Linked DNA regions of Mus musculus: all the other regions are linked to region 1. A link is a contact called in public promoter capture Hi-C data. All regions are on one chromosome and are shown on one strand. Each heading gives the region's core, a stretch centred on a gene start, on an enhancer-like site or on the middle of the called end of the contact. The rest is flanking DNA. Distances are from core to core; before and after follow the strand shown. Region 1 overlaps Ptprj (protein tyrosine phosphatase, receptor type, J). Region 2 overlaps Nup160 (nucleoporin 160). Region 3 overlaps Gm39871 (a long non-coding RNA gene).

What was found. Promoter capture Hi-C pulls out the DNA fragments that hold promoters and counts their contacts. Capture Hi-C pulls out chosen DNA fragments and counts their contacts.
Region 2: a contact with region 1 is called in a promoter capture Hi-C map of embryonic stem cells, with 2.6 times the contacts expected there. The contact joins two enhancer-like sites. A contact is called at or near these places in 19 of 39 promoter capture datasets (the 3T3-L1 cell line, 3T3-L1-derived adipocytes, the C10 cell line and 13 more), 1 of 15 datasets of contacts at CTCF or cohesin (large pre-B cells), 9 of 484 Hi-C or Micro-C datasets (B cells, the Patski cell line, bone marrow-derived macrophages and 5 more), 13 of 115 datasets of contacts at active chromatin or transcription factors (the 230-238 cell line, CD8 T cells, the HPC-7 cell line and 9 more) and 4 of 9 other capture datasets (adipose tissue, embryonic stem cells, liver and 1 more).
Region 3: a contact with region 1 is called in a promoter capture Hi-C map of adipose tissue. The contact joins two enhancer-like sites. A contact is called at or near these places in 16 of 39 promoter capture datasets (the 3T3-L1 cell line, 3T3-L1-derived adipocytes, the C10 cell line and 10 more), 22 of 484 Hi-C or Micro-C datasets (CD4 T cells, CD8 T cells, DN3 thymocytes and 10 more), 26 of 115 datasets of contacts at active chromatin or transcription factors (the 230-238 cell line, CD8 T cells, the HPC-7 cell line and 21 more) and 4 of 9 other capture datasets (adipose tissue, bone marrow-derived macrophages, liver and 1 more).

Annotation. Positions count from the first base shown.
Region 1 is chr2:90,471,822-90,476,938 of GRCm38.p6, forward strand. Ptprj (protein tyrosine phosphatase, receptor type, J) reads right to left here. Exons shown (of 24, transcript NM_008982.6): 2 at 3,150-3,168. Among named protein-coding and RNA genes, the nearest start is that of Olfr1274, 74 kb to the left of the region's middle. Within about 2 kb of position 3,205, at least 241 of the 459 cell types and tissues checked have an H3K27ac peak or open chromatin away from gene starts, as enhancers often do. A contact at or near this core is called in the 230-238 cell line, CD8 T cells, the G1E-ER4 cell line and 4 more, where this site is marked.
Region 2 is chr2:90,705,821-90,710,937 of GRCm38.p6, forward strand. It overlaps Nup160 (nucleoporin 160), which reads left to right. Exons shown (of 37, transcript NM_021512.2): 19 at 1,103-1,236; 20 at 2,313-2,383; 21 at 3,003-3,162; 22 at 4,213-4,282. Among named protein-coding and RNA genes, the nearest start is that of Gm39872, 27 kb to the right of the region's middle. Within about 2 kb of position 2,916, at least 5 of the 459 cell types and tissues checked have an H3K27ac peak or open chromatin away from gene starts, as enhancers often do. A contact at or near this core is called in embryonic stem cells, where this site is marked.
Region 3 is chr2:90,647,307-90,652,423 of GRCm38.p6, forward strand. All of the region lies in intron 1 of Gm39871 (a long non-coding RNA gene), which reads right to left. Among named protein-coding and RNA genes, the nearest start is that of Gm39871, 20 kb to the right of the region's middle. Within about 2 kb of position 2,830, at least 57 of the 459 cell types and tissues checked have an H3K27ac peak or open chromatin away from gene starts, as enhancers often do. A contact at or near this core is called in the 230-238 cell line, CD8 T cells, the G1E-ER4 cell line and 3 more, where this site is marked.

The sequences.
Region 1 (5,117 bases), core at 1,955-4,454:
TATCCCTGTACAAGGCCAAGAATGCAAGACTCCAAACCAATGGAAGCCATGTGGTTATTCACTGTAATACCAGCAAGAGAGTGGAACTTGGTTAAGTTCAAGATTGAAGAGCAATGCCCCAGGAACAGTAAAATACAAGGTGAGCCCTTATTCTCGAAGTGCGAGAGAAACCACTGCTGACAGTCTTCTCAGCACGAACTGGATGGTGTGCCTCACCTGGCTTGAAGGAGGTGCGAGTTCATCCAGTTCATAGGAAGGGGAGGAAGGGGAAAGCAAGGAGAAATTGGACACTTTATGATCTGTGAGCCTCCTCAGGCGTGAGCTTCTTCTATAAGTCAACAGGCTCACACAGCACTGGGTGCCACCATTTACAATCAGCCACAACGGTGGTGAGGAGAAAGTGGTAAGAGCTACATCCGAGGAGGCAGTCAGACGAGCAGCACCCTGGAGGGCAATGTCCCAGCTGTGGTACAGGTGCTAAGTGTGCACGTGCCTCGCCTGCAGGAGGACGGCCATGGCATCCCAATAGCAAGAAGAGCTGCTTGGATTTTATTCATAGAGGGGATCTGAGCAGCATGGGGAAACAGACTGCTAGATTTCGACAGTCACAGTACCAAGGATTCTGTCCATCTTTCTATCAACGCAGCATACCACATACACTCGGGTGCGTGTGCTGACCCATGTTTAAATCCCTGGGGTGAGTCTCACTTGACCCACCGAAGAGTCTTCGGGGTGCTGTTGAATCGGGTCCCCGACCTTTCAAGGAGGAACTAACAAAGTCGTTTATTAACATAAACCTCCCTCTTGGAACAGCTTTTTGCCACGTTCTGTATGTTTTGAAATATGTTTTTTCTCAAATGTTTTAATTTCCTTTTCTTTTTTTCTTGCATTATTGATCTGTGAGCCTGTTATATAAGAGCATGTTGCTAGTTTCCAAATGTGTGTAGTTTCCAGAGTTCGCAATAGCTGATTTCTAGGTTTTACTTGACTGTGAGAGATGCTTGCAGTGGCTCCCTGAATTCTTAAACTCGTGAGATGTCCTGTGTATCCTAAAATAGGTCTATTCCAGACAGTGCTCCATCTCCAGTGGAGAAGAATGTGCATTTCCAGCTCCTGGGGAAAATACGTGGATGTGTCTCATAGGTCTCTTTGGTACAGAATGGAACTGGAACTCAGTCAGCACTGTGGGTAGCTGAATCTGGGGTTCACAATTCAGGACACACCCTTCTGAATGTAAAGTAAACACCTTCTCAATTTCCCACCCTACTGCCTGTCACGGGGGTAACTCTATAGCTTTAATCCAGACATCGATTCTGGAGTCTGCACCTAAATCCCACTCCCTGTAAGTTATAGACTAAATGATGTCATCCCCCAAACCCATACATTAAAGTACTCCATATACCAGTACTTCCAAATGTGTGCACACTTGCAAGATAGGGTGTCAAGGGGTTAAGTCCAAATGAGGTCATGAGAGTGGGGGGTCTCTCCCCATAAAGCTGCCATTCATATAAGAAGAGCAGATTAGTATGTAGGCAGGGGCTGGAGGCAGCACCATGATGACACAGCTCTCAGGGCTGAGAGAAAGAACCTCCTGAAGTGTGGGGAGACAGAATGTGGCGTGATCCTGAGGGTCACCCAGCAGACTAACGCAGAGCCCCTCCCGTGGCTCTGGAGTCCTTAGTTCCCAGGGAAAGCCTTCTAGGGTAGCTCTGGAGTTTTGTTCCCTGCCATGAGCATTCAATAACACTCCACCCTCTGAGCTAGACTGCACTAGAGCAGTGAAATTCTGCAGAGCTCCAGCTATTCTCCAACTTATCTACCAGGCTGGCTCACGGGAGAGACAGTGCCTGCCTGTGTGGGCACCCCACTGTCTGTGAAAGTTCTGCATAATTACTGCTATTAACAAAGATTTGCCTTATTAGAGGGGTTCAGCAAGCTCTGCCCTCCTTGGGGAGACCAAGCCAATCATTTTATCTCAATGAGTCCTAGGCTTTGGGTTGTTTTTTGGTTGGTTGGTTTGGTTCGGTTTGGCTTTGCTGGAAAAGAAAAAAAAAGTCCTGAATTTTAGGGGCAAAAAATGCTACCATTTTTTTCCCAAAAATATACCTTTTTTTAAAGTAGTAACTACTATTATCCTCCTACAGAAACAGTAAGGTCTTGATCCCAGAACAGTGCTTTCAGCTGGATGTATTTAGCTATATAAACCATCGTCACCATAATATTAGGCAGGCATCTGTATTTATCTTGTCTTCCTACAGACCAGGAAAAGTACCCAGCTCCAACTGGGACTCAGGCCTCCACACAGCACTGGAGGGCCAAGAGGAAAGGAACTTTGTATAACTTACCTTTCAAAGGATGCCAGAACTTCATATGTATCGGGCAAGTACGCAACCATGAGCTATAGACTCACTCCCAGGCTGACACGCAAAATCAAAAAATATAGGAGGCTATCTCTGCTTTCCAAGAATTTCTATAATCCCACAACACCATATTGTAAGTGTAGTAAAACAGCAACATAAGAAAGTGCTTGCAAAATAATACATATCACATAAAATAGAAATATTCAGTATTACAGTTTCAGTATATTTATCTCACACATGGGTGTGGGCTGGTGAAAGAAAATCACAAGAAATCCAATGATTTTATGAGCTGGTGGTTTAACTATGTCCCCCAGGAAGCCCCCAAACTCCCTAGCTCAAAAGAATCTGCTGACGTAGACTCCCGAGGAACTGGGAATACAGTGCTATATCACCGTCATTCAGTTGAGAAAACAAAGAATTTTTATAGTTGTGGTTAAACAACTAACTGAATGCTCCTTTCACTTACAGTTTCTATCTTCATTGTATTTTGGGGGGGTTGTTATGTTTCTATATGCATTGATGTTCTGCCTGCATGTCTGTGCAAGGATGCCAGACCCTCTGGAACTTGAGTTACAGACAGTTGTGAGCCACCGCTGGGAATCGAACTCAGGTCCCCTGGAAGAGAGGCTAGTGCTCTTAACCACTGAGCCATCTCTCCAACCCCATAAGTGGATTCTTGTTATCTTTTTTTCCTGTGATTTTTTCCCCCCATGTTAGCCATTAATGCAACTGTGTCCACTAGGGGGCAGTAGCAAACAACACAAGAATGGAAAGGAGCAAGGTACTCACCCGCACCTGCGCACAGGACCTGTAACGGAAAAGAAAAGGGAAGTCAGCAGATCCATTCAACCGTGAAAATGCAAATCAGAAGCAGAGCAGTTGGGGGTGGGTATCGAGTGCACGGGAGGCAGACGGCCATGGAGAGGGCGTCCTGGGGCTGTAAATACAGGGAAAGAGCAAGTCAACTATACAAAAGATTAACTGGGTTCACTGAGGCCATGGGGCTGCTGACTACATAAACCCAGTGTTTTTCACAGCTCCGCAAGCCAGTGCTCCCTCCTGCCCCTGGGAGGTGAACTGCCTTACAGAGAATACAAAAGGAAATGCAGGCCACAAGCTCTTCCCTTTAGCCATGTCCAGGGCCAGCCTACTGTTAAAGCCATGGCTGAAGTGCAGTCAATAGGTTTGTAATCTCTCACTATACAATAGTAACCTTCTTTAGTCTATCAGTAGAGGGCAATCAGTTTCTAATTATCTGGTATATAGCTTTGGGAAGGAGCAGAATGTGAGGCCTTACAGATTTAGTTGGCAATGTTAGTCTTTCGTTTGGGAGCCAGGGAGTCCCTTCGGCGGTTCTCACTATCATCCATACCATACATTATTTCCCCAAAGCCTAATGTAATTCAAGGTCGCAAATCCCATTGTCTCTTAAATACATGCTTTTGGTAATTGGAATTTCCAAAGTATGGTGACTGAGAAAAAGAAAATAACCAAAAGAAGGGAAAATGCCCCACAATTCCCTACTGCCCTCAGATTAAAAATCCACCCTTAAGTACCCAGCAGGCTCCTCTAGTCTTGGTGACACTCGTATTCTTGAAGCTGATTTCCCCTTAGGACATTTAAACATATATTCCCTCTTGCAAAATCAGTGCCCCAAAACTTATTTTCTAGGGCCTGCCCAAAAAGGCCACCCCTTCAGAAGTCTCTTCTATAACCAGCCAGGAAAACTAAACCACCCTCACTCCTTCACCACTGTTTCCTCCACAGGAGCAGAAACACTGTGCATACAGTAGGTGCTCAATAAGTGTCACAGAAAAGAACCAATTAGCTGAGATGGAACGGAATCCCCAAGGTCCCCCAAAACTTTCTACCATCTCCTCTCTCAAGCTTAACCTTTCTTAGCTCATCTGAGCCAGGCAATATGTCAACAACACAGTCTAGGATGGACCCAAGGGGAGGGGGAGAACACAAGAGGCCATGCCAGCACAAGGAAGCAAGTGTATTTTGCCCAGTTCAACTACAAAACCATCACTCTTTAGGATGGTGGCTTCTGGCACCTGCCCATAGTACCCGCCTTGGTATCAATACAGCGTTGCCCCTCCTGGAATCCATTCATCTAAGGACCACCTGAAACCATCCTGCCCTCTAGCTGTTTGCCAAAAATGAGGAAAAGAGACAAGTCTAAAAGTAACTCCAGTCAGAGAGCACTATCATAAATATCCCAGTAGGACGCACCCGCAAAGGCCAAGCACGCGTCTAAAGCGCCAATGCCGCAGCTAGCAGCCTCTTTCGTCATCCCAAGAAAGAGGACAGCAGCAGCCACGCCCTCAGAGTCAGGTAAACAGTACTGCCTGCAAAAGCAGAGTATCATCTGTTGGAGTTAAAAAGGAATCACAGCTCGGAGTCCCTGTGCTCAGCATGTTGACGTCAATTCATTCAGAGCACTGACTACCAGGCTCTGTTTAAAATGCTCCCAGACACAAACTCAGTCTTTCAAACGACTCATTAATAAAGAGGTGAATGGCAGGCCTGGATTTGAACCGTGGTACTCAGACTGCAGAGTCCCTGTGTATAACTACCAGCTCTGCCACCTTCTAAGTGGAGAAAATTACTAGTGATTAGTGAAGACTTAAAAGTTAATTATAAAAAATATATCAGCATGTTCCTTTCCCATTAATGATGATGATGATTTTTAAAAACATGGTAAGGGTTCCCCGTGCTCTGAGGCAGACTGGATAGACAAGGCAGGCTGGGTCT
Region 2 (5,117 bases), core at 1,666-4,165, 230 kb after region 1:
GGATTTATGAGTTAGAGGCCAGCCTGGTCTACAAAGTGAGTTCCAGGATAGTCAGGGCTACACAGAGAAACCCTGTCTTGAACACCCCCCCCCGCCCCCCCCAAAAAAAAACTCATTTTTTTTTTCAGCTAGGTACCGGTGGTACACACCTTTAACCCAGCACTGTAGAGTCAGAGGCAAGTGGATCAATAAATGTTCATTATAGAACCTTTATGAAATGCATGTATGCTACAAAACAGTCATCTATAGTCGTACACATAGTAGTAAACACAGTGTGTATTTTGTATGCCTATGTAGTTTTTTATTTTGATTATAAAACTAGAATATATTAGTATTTTAGTAGCTACCTAGTACTATTTTAACTTACTCAAATATTCTTTTTGGCTATCTAGTATATTGCTGTTTTGCTTTGTTTCTTTTTGGCAGGTATCAGGAGTTAAAATAGGGTTGCTTATAGCCTCAAACTCACTATGTAGCTGAGGCTATTCTTTAACTCCTAATCTTCCTGTCCCCATATCCAGATGCTAGGAAAGTCGCCATCGACCACCAACAGTCTCCTACCAGGTCTTCATATCTCTAGAGTGAGTTCTGAGAAGTAGAGTTGAGAGTCACGCACTGTACACATTAAGACTTCGGTGTGTTGACAAATTTGCATCTATTGGTCATAACTTCTTTTCACATAAACTGCAACAGCAACAACAGAAGAGACTTAGATTTCTCTGTTCCTTTATTTCTTAACACCATCAGCTTTCCTGAGTCAGAAAACTTTTTTGAACCACATGTGGTGATGTAGACTCTTAGCACTCAGGAAGAGAGGCAGAAGGATCTCTGTGAGTTGAAGGCCAGCCTGGTCTACAGAGTGGGTTCTAGATAGCCAAGACTGTGAAAAGAAGCCCTGTCTCAAAAAAACAAAAGAAAAAGAAACTGTTTTGGTTTGTTGGTAGTGGTTATATTTGTTTTGACCCTTAGTGTTCAGCAAAATACTCACTAACTGCTACATAAAAATGTAGCATGTGTATTGCCTCTACAGTGCCGTTCCCTTCATTGCTTTATTGCTTTGTTTTACCTCTCCTGAGTTACCATTTCATCTTTGCTGTCATAGGTGATCTTAGGAGCTGGTCAGCTCTTTCAAGCTCAGCAAGACCTGCTGCATCGCACAGCTCCCCTGCTCTTGTCTTATTACCTCATTAAGTGGGCAAGTCAGTGCTTGGCAACTGATGTCCCCGTTGACACACTGTGAGTTTCATCTTTTTTTTTTTAAGTTATTTAAAAATAGGTTGTTGGGTTTGTTTTTGCCGTTAAGAATCAGAAAGATTGAGACTGGAGAGATAGCTCAGTGGGTAAGAGCTCCAACTACTCTTCCAAGAATGGGGGCTCAACGTCCAACACCCACATGATGGTTCACAGCTGTCTAACTCCTGTTGTAGGGTAGTCAGTGTCCTGCTCTGGCCTCCACTGACACTGCACAGACATGGTGTACAGGCATACTATACAGGCAAGACACCCTTACACAAAAAAATAAAATTTAAAAGTAATTATATTTATTTTTAAAGAAGAGTTGAAATGTTTAGGTCTTCCATGTTTTTAACAGTTGAGTGTAATTTATCAAAAAGTAATACTTTATTTTATATGAACATACACAAAATGGTTGTTAGAAGTAGACTGAACTTTATATGCAAAGAAAAAAGAAGAGTCCCTCGATTACTGTGTGCTCCCATTTCGTTTCTTGTTGCTCTGATAAAATTCGCTGAGAAAGACATCTCAAAAGATAAAGGGCTTGTCTCAGCTCACAGTTCAAGGATATAGTCCCTTGTGTCAGTAGGAGCTTGAAGCAGCTGGTCACACCTACATTCAGGAAGCAGAACACAATGACTGCATGCTTAATGCTCAACTCCCTGTCTCCAGGTTATATATAGTCCAGGACTCCCTGCATAGGGAATGGTCTCAGCCACAGTTAAGATGGGTCTTCTCGTGTCAATTAATACTCTAGAAAATCCCTCTTGGATGCTCTTTGGAGCAACCTTAATCTAGCTGTTTCCTCACCAGTATGCCTGAATGGTTGCTTCCTGGTTGATTCTACTTTCTGTAAAGTTGACAGTACTATCAGTAGTCAGTGAGCTCTGACACACAAGTGACTTTGAACAGCCCTTGAGCAATGTCGTAGACAACAATCTAAATCCTGAATCCTGTTTTCTGACTGTTTTAAGCTTTCAGTGGAATTCTTATATGACTATAGTAATTAAATCAACAATATAAAATAAATTTAGAAATATAATATTTAACATAGAGTATGTTTTCCCTTTTTTTCATAGGGAGTCTAATCTACAACATTTGTCAGTTCTGGAACTAACTGATTCTGGTGCCTTAATGGCAAATAAACTGGGTAAGGAGTAGGGGTTTAATTTGGGGGGTTATTGTGTATTTATTAACTGTTCTTTTGTCACCTTTGTTGTAGAAATGAATGGCCTTGCTCTTTGCTTTTGTGCCATGAGCAACCTGTGGCCTGAGACCTGTGGTTGTGGCAGGTCATCTGGGAAGATGTAGTCCCAGATCAGGCATAAATGAAGGGTGTCATAGGTGTACGTGTAATACAAATAAGCACTCTTAGAAAGAGTATAGAAAACCACCAAGAGAAACCTTCCTGAGAATCAGAGTCTTGTGTTTAGTGTTTCTTACATTGCTCTTTTGTCCATTGTTTTTTGGTACTCCAGTAATTAATTCAACAAGTCATTTTAAAATTTTACTAAGTTCTAACTTTACTAAGTGGCTTTCATACTCTTATCTCAGTCTTTAAAGCAGTCTCATTCATGCTTCAGAATTATATAGGGGATTTGTTTGAGCTAGAAGGTGGAATCTTAAGGACTATTGTAAAAGGTTTCTATGTAAATTGCTTAACTATAGTGAGCCGGTGAGTGATTTGCATATGTATAGACTGACTTTTGCAGACTGCTTTCATTGCTTTGCTACTGATGGTACCCATGATGCCTTGTGTTTCTTTTAAGTATCTAGCCCTCAGACAATTATGGAGTTATTCTTCCAAGAAGTTGCAAGAAAACAAATTATATCTCATCTCTTCTCTCAACCCAAAGCCCCTCTAAGCCAAACTGGATTGAATTGGCCTGAAATGATTACTGCAGTTACTGGTTATTTGTTGCAGCTTTTGTATCCTTTTGCTTGAAAGCCAGGTGCCAATTTTGTTTAAATTGTTCATAAAGCCTTTATTCTTGCCTTGTAATGAAGTTTATTTTCTTTCTTGGTGCTGGAGATCAAGCTCAGGGCAGCACAAACTAGACAAGTGTGTTAACACATAGCTATCAGCTACATCAGAAGACCCTGAAGGAACATTGAAACATTTTTAAAATGAGGTGAGGAGAGATGGCTCAGTGGTTAAGAGCATGTTCCTGAGAACCTGAGTTCAGCTCCCAGCAGCCATGTGTGCAGCTCTAAAATGCCAGTAACTCCATCTTCAGAGGATCCAACTTCCTTTTCTGGCCTCTGAGGGCAACGGCACTTTCTTACATACACATTCTATACACAGATGAGTCACATTCAAAAACAAAAGAGGACAGTATTTATTTTAAGATACCCCTTTTTTGTTATTGTTTGAGACAGGGTCTCACTATGTAGCCCTGGCTGGCCTTGAACTCACTCTGTAGACCATGATGGACGTGAACTCATGTAAATCTACCAGCCTCTGTCTGTCAAGTGCTATGATTGAAAGCATGGGCCATCACACCGGACTCTCTTCTTTTTTCCCTTCACTGAGTTCTAAGGATCAAACTCAAATCTTAAAGTTTTCACAACTAACACAATGTAGACTAAGCCCCAGGGCTTTTCCTGTTTGCTTGATTTATTTTTGGTTTGTTTGATGTTTTTAGCTTTATTTTATTTTATGTATATGGGTGTTTGTCAGTGTATGTGTTTACATCCAACTTGCAGTGCCCATGAATGCCAGAGAGGGTACTGGGTCCTCTGGAACTGGAGTTACAAATGATTGTGGGTCACCTGTCTGTAGGTGCTGGAGACTGAACCCAGGTCCTCTGGAGGAGCAGCAAGTATTCCTAAGCTCTGAGCCAACTCTCCAGCCCACTCTTACTTGTTTTTCATTAAACTGTTTCAGTGACTCTTCTGAGTTTGATACCCATTAATATGGATATTTTAAGTTTCACTCAAAGACAGGGAAAAAGCAAAATTCCTTAATATAGTAACTAGGTGGCCTAGCAACCCAGGTTGTCTCTTTCTAGAATGTTTGATGGGGAATTGCCAGTATGTACAATTGCAGGTGAGTTTTGTTGAACATTTCTTACCATTCTTATAAAGAAGGTCATTGATAGATTATTTACTTATGTTACTGTTAACTATATTTTAATTGGACTGATAGCAAGAGCTATGAAAAATTAAACTAGATTATGCTAAGACATGCATGCCCCAGTAGAATAATATTCATTCTCTTTTCTCCTCCTCCTCTCTTTCTCTCTCTCTTTCCTCTCGCTCTTGCTCTCTGAAGTCCTGATTATTGAACTCAGTTTAAAAACAAAACAAAACAACTCTACTGCAGAGGCAGACTCTGAGTCTAAGACCAGCCTGGTCTGTATAGTGAGCTGCAGGCCAGACAGCGTTCCGAAGTGAGACCTTGTCTGAAAAAAGCAAACAGAGAAGAGAAACTGGTCTCTAGGGAGAATGACTGAGGCAAACATAATCCCTCTGGGGGTCAGGATTTGGCCCAACCCTGAGATAACTTAGAATCGTTTAGACTCTTGTAACGTACAAATGACGTCTCTTACAAGGATTTTTGTGGCCTAAAAGTAATGTTCAGCATTTTAAGGGGTAAAGACTTGGGGTAAGTAAAAGGTTAAGTCTGTGAGATACAAGCCAAGCCTGGTTCATCCGACAGAAAAGGATCACCAGTTATAAAACTATATCCATTCCCAGCATTCCTGGAAGAACAGCTAAGCACCTCATTCAATTGTAAAGATAAGCTTTGGGGGCTGGTGAGATGGCTCAGTGGGTAAGAGCACCCGACTGCTCTTCCGAAGGTCCAGAGTTCAAATCTCAGCAACCACATGGTGGCTCACAACCATCCGTAACAAGATCTGACTCCCTCTTCTGGTGTGTCT
Region 3 (5,117 bases), core at 1,580-4,079, 180 kb after region 1:
ATCCTATGACAAAGTTCCACGGTACTGGTACACTTTGGGGACTAACGGGGAGTCTTTGTTACCATTATGAAGGTCATCCCTTCCCTTCATCTCCCTTCTGGAAGAAATTGTCAGACCTGGAGCAACCTGAGAACTACATGCTACATTGGTAAAACAGAAGCGTGGGCTCCATCACTCCCAGACTAACTCAGTGTTGCACACACTCAAGTGCTTTCAAAGGACAGGCAGTGTTGTCTGCCAGTATCTATTTAACTTACTTGGTACTGCCTGCAAAAGTTGATATACACAGTGCTCATGTGTAAATATATATGTATATACCTGTTACATATTTTGTATGCTTTGTATTTGCATTCACATACAATACATAATATACATAGTATACATAGTATATAACTAGTTATATATTACTTATTTTATAATTCCTTTTTTAAAACATTTTTTAAAGATTTTTTAAAGATTTCTTTATTACTATATCTAAGTACACTGTAGTTGTCTTCAGACACACTAGAAGAGGGCCTCAGACCCCATTACAGATAGTTGTGAGTCACCATGTGGTTGCTGGGACTTTAACTCAGGACCTTCAGAAGAGCAGTCAGTGCTCTTAACTGCTGAGCCATCTCTCCAGCACCTATTTTATAATTCTTTATTGTTGTTACTTAAATTTTTTTATGGTTTTAGAGCTTTATTGTAGAAAGGCAGGGAGAAAGAGAGAAGGTAGAAAGAGGGAGAGTGGCCATGGCCATGTGGAGAGAGGGGGGAAGGGAGAGAGAGAGAGAAGGAGGGCTAGAGAGGAGAGTAAGAAAGGTGAGAGCTAAAAAAACTATTTAAATATTTTCACATTTATTTTTATTTTATGTGTCTGAGTGTTTTACCTGCATGTCTGTGTACCTTGTGTGAGCGTGGTGCCCTCAGAGGTCAGAAGAGGAAGCCAGATGCTCTGAAACTGGATTGATTTATGGACGATTGTGAGCTGCTATGTAGGTGCAGTACAGGGAACTGAGCATAGGCGCCCTACCAGAGCAGTCAGTGCTCTTAGCCACTGAGCCATCTCTCCAGCCACAGCTAATTATATATTATAACACATAATTACACATTTACTATAGGATACATATTACATAATTATATGAATCATTTGTAATAACAAATATAAAAGTAATATATCTTATATGGCATTATATGATAGCACTCTGTCACTGACCTGCATCCCAGCCTTTATTTATATACATGTAATTAACTAAATTACCAATTATTTCTGAAGTTGCACCACCTATTTTTCGTGCTAGAGGTAAAAAGTTACTATGCCTTTTTATGAGCTGAAGAAGCCCAGAGACAGGTTCTCTATGTGTAGCTCAGGCTGGCCTTGAATTTGTGGAAGTTCTCCTATCTCAGCCTCCCTAGTGCTGGGATGGCACGCTTGTGCAAACCTTATTCATCCATCTAGTAAAATCCACTAAACTGCTCGGATACAAGGTAGGTAAGGTGGCCCTAGGGGAGTTGAAGATGCTGAGAGAGATCGAGACTGTCTCCAATGCATGAAATGTTGCTCAAGGTGCAAGCCAGGTACTGAAGTCTCAGAAGAGGAAGCAATGGACTGGGGTTTGAAGGACTGGGACTTCTAAAACAAGACCTTAGTTAGGTGTGGTGCTGCATGCCTTTAATCTCAGCAGTCTGGAGGCAGAGACAGGGAGGTCTCTATGAGTTCAAGGCCAGCCTAATCTACACAGTGAGTTCCAGGACAGTCAGGGCTATAGAGAGATACTCTGTCTCAAACAAACAAGCAAACAAATAAATAAGTAAAATTTTTACAAAGGCTTTGGCAAATATTGCATGAACACCTGCCCTCTACCAAAATCATCTGCTTTGCTTTTTCTCTCTTCCTCTCTCTTTCTCTCTCTCTCTTTCTCTCTCTCTCTCTCTCTCTCTTTCTTTTTTAGTGAGGAGGGAATGACACAGGGTTTCTCTCTGTAGCTCTGGTTGTCCTGGAACTCACTATGTAGACTAGGCTGGCCTTGAACTCAGTGATCTGCCTGCCTCTGGCTCCCAAGTGCTGGTTTAAAGGCGTGTGTCATTACATCCAGCTTCAAACTTTTTTCTTGAATAGATGCTCAGATTTTCCTCATATGATTATGAAGCCAGGCACAAACTGAGCCGGCATAGCCTACTTGGAGCTTTTGTCATGTTAGAAAAGGCATCCTTCCTTCTAGTCACTAGAGGCCACTGACTTGGTGAGTCAGGTTGGGGTTTAGCATGTTCACAGTCCCGCTTACCCCATATGCTAACCTTTGTTCTGTGAACAACCTGTTCAACACTGTGGCAGTCCTGAGCACATGGAAGGAAATACTAAGGTTTAATCCCTGCCCTTGAACAGTTTACCAGGCAACAAAGGAAATACACAAATATATGTGATATCATGTAAAAAATACATGATGAAAGTATGTTTAAGTGTTATAGGGGAAAAAAGCATGAAAGGAAGATGCGATCTAAGAGAAAGGAAGAGAACGCCTTGAGCCAAAAAGGGACAAGGAGCCTCTGCCACTACCCAGTGGGGTCCTAAACCTTACAGGCTCATCAGAACATTTTTGAGAGAACTGGAAAAATTACAGACTCCTGTCCTCTATCCGCTATCAGGGGAAGTCTGAGGCGGGGTCAGAAATCTGTACGGTAAAGAAAAGATTTTGATGATTTGTTGGCTTAGAGCCATGGGTGTGAATAAAGCCCAGACCCAGCCTCCACTCACCTGGCACCTACTTTTCTCTTGATGAAGTAGCCCTGCTTAGTATACTCTCCCTAGAATAAAAAAGGAAATGAAAGTCTTGGGGCCACTAGAGTTGGCTGTGCAGTGAACTTTCAGTTCTGCTCAAGAAAGGCAAAAGCCTCCTGAGACCTGTGGTGGCAAACACAGCGAGAACAAGTCTACAAAGGGTTGTGAGAGTGCTTCCCTCCTGCTGGTGCAGTTACTGGAGCACATAGGCAGCCCTGCCTGGGCGGCGGACTGAGAGCAGGAATCCCAGTGACAAATCCTCAGAGTAAATTGGTCTGGTATCTGTATTGTCCACATCCACTAAAGGGCCTTTCCTGACTTCCTTGGCCATGAGTTATTGATTGATTGATTGATCGATTGATTGATGGCTTTTTATTTGTGTGAATTCGGTGCTGAGCTACAGGGCTGAAAGCTGGAATGTGTTCCTAAAGTACTTAGGCTTATACACACACATGAATGAATGTATGAACATGCATCAGAAAGATCCACCAAGTCTTCCCATCCATGAACACGAGCTATAAGTCAACCAGACCAAAAGCCTTCTTTGGAATAGGTCAATAAAATTAACAAGCTTCTTATCAGGTTAAGCCATGACAGAAAGAGGTGGGGGGACCAATTACCATCATTAGAAATGAAAGGTAAGACATCACTACAGATCTTCACTGACATTAAAAAGTAATAAAATATCATGGAGCAGATGGCATGCTCATTATCCTGCCTGCTGCACCATAATGGTGTACTCAATAAATTATGAAATTAAAAAAAGAAAAGGGAAGGAAGGAAGGAAGGAAGGAAGGAAGGAAGGAAGGAAGGGAGGAAGGAAGGAACGAAGGGAGGAAGGAACAAAGGGAGGGAGGGAGATCTAGAGAAGAAAAGAGAAAGATTAGAAAGTTAAAGTAGGAGGACCTTGGGTGCAAGACTAGAGAGACTGAGAGATAGATGAGTTAGAGCATTTATTGCTCTTGTAAAGACCTGGGTTTAGTTCCAAGGACCCACTTGGTAACTTACAACCATCTATAACTCCAACTCTAGGAGATCTGACCTCTGAGGGTACCAGGAACACACATGGAATACATACATACATACATACATACATACAGACAGACAGACCAAATATCCATGCACAAAAAAAAATAATAATAAAATAAGTCTAAACAAAACAAAACTACTAGCCCAGGCTACCTTATTTTTTAAAAAATCAGGGGTGCTAACATAAATGGCAATGTGGGGTTTAAATTTTATGTATTTATTATTTACTTGTGTATCTGTGTGTGTGTGTGTGTGTGTGTGTGTGAGAGAGAGAGAGGGGGGGAGGGAGGGAGAGAGGAAACTGTGGGAATTAGTTGTGGGGGTTTGGAGATCAAACTTGGGACATCAGATTTGGTAGCAAGTGCCTTTCCCTACTGAGTCATCTTGCCAGCCAAGCAATGCATTTTGTTTTGTTTTGTTTTGTTTTTCAAACTCTGCTTGTTTGTTGCTGGCATATATGAAAGCGATTGACTTGGAAACATTAGCCTCTATCCTTATTGCTATCATCACTTAGTTAAGGATACCGTTCAGGTATTCTAATTTTCTTCTGCTAAGTGTTAGTTTGGATATCGCCTCCCCTGCCTTACTAGTTGTCTATCTTCTGCTTTGTTGTATTTAAGACAGAGCTTCCTTCATGTTGCCTAGACTGGTCTTGAACTTATTAGGTAGCTGAGAATGACCTTGAACTCCTGATTCTCCCACCTCTATCTCCCAAGTGTTGGAAGTGCTGGGGTGCTAGGTTGGAGCCCTCGTACCCAACAGAGTAGAGTTTCCCAGCTGGGATCCATGGATTCTCTTGAGTTCTCAGTCTTCAATAGGTGTGTAAGCCTCTTAGAACTGTATTACATTTTGTGGGTGTGATAAGTTTATCTATTTCATTAAAGCCTCAAAGAGATCCCCAGTACAAACAGGATTAAAAATAATTAATACATCCTTTAGCCAGGACAGGACTGTTTTTAGATTTCCTACCCCACCCCCACCCCCTGACCTAAAGAGAAAACCAGATACAAGAAAGGTATGCGGTAGTTCCTAGCGGGAAATAATAATAACAGTAATACTTCAGTAATTACTTTTTTCCTCTTTGTTGATTGGGAGCAAGATCTGGCTTTGGGGGGGGGGGGGGGGAGAAAGAAAAAGAAAAGAAACCCAATCGTTAAGCCGAGACCAGGAGGATGCATCTGTTTCCTGAGTCCCCCAGATCAAATGGGTTCGCACCAGGAACCGCCTGTGCTGGGGTGATCCCCTAGTTCAGAGAAAGACAAGGGAGCAGGCTCAAAGCAGTAGGCGAGTAAGCCTGGGCGGGAGCAGAAACATGAGCTGCACTTGA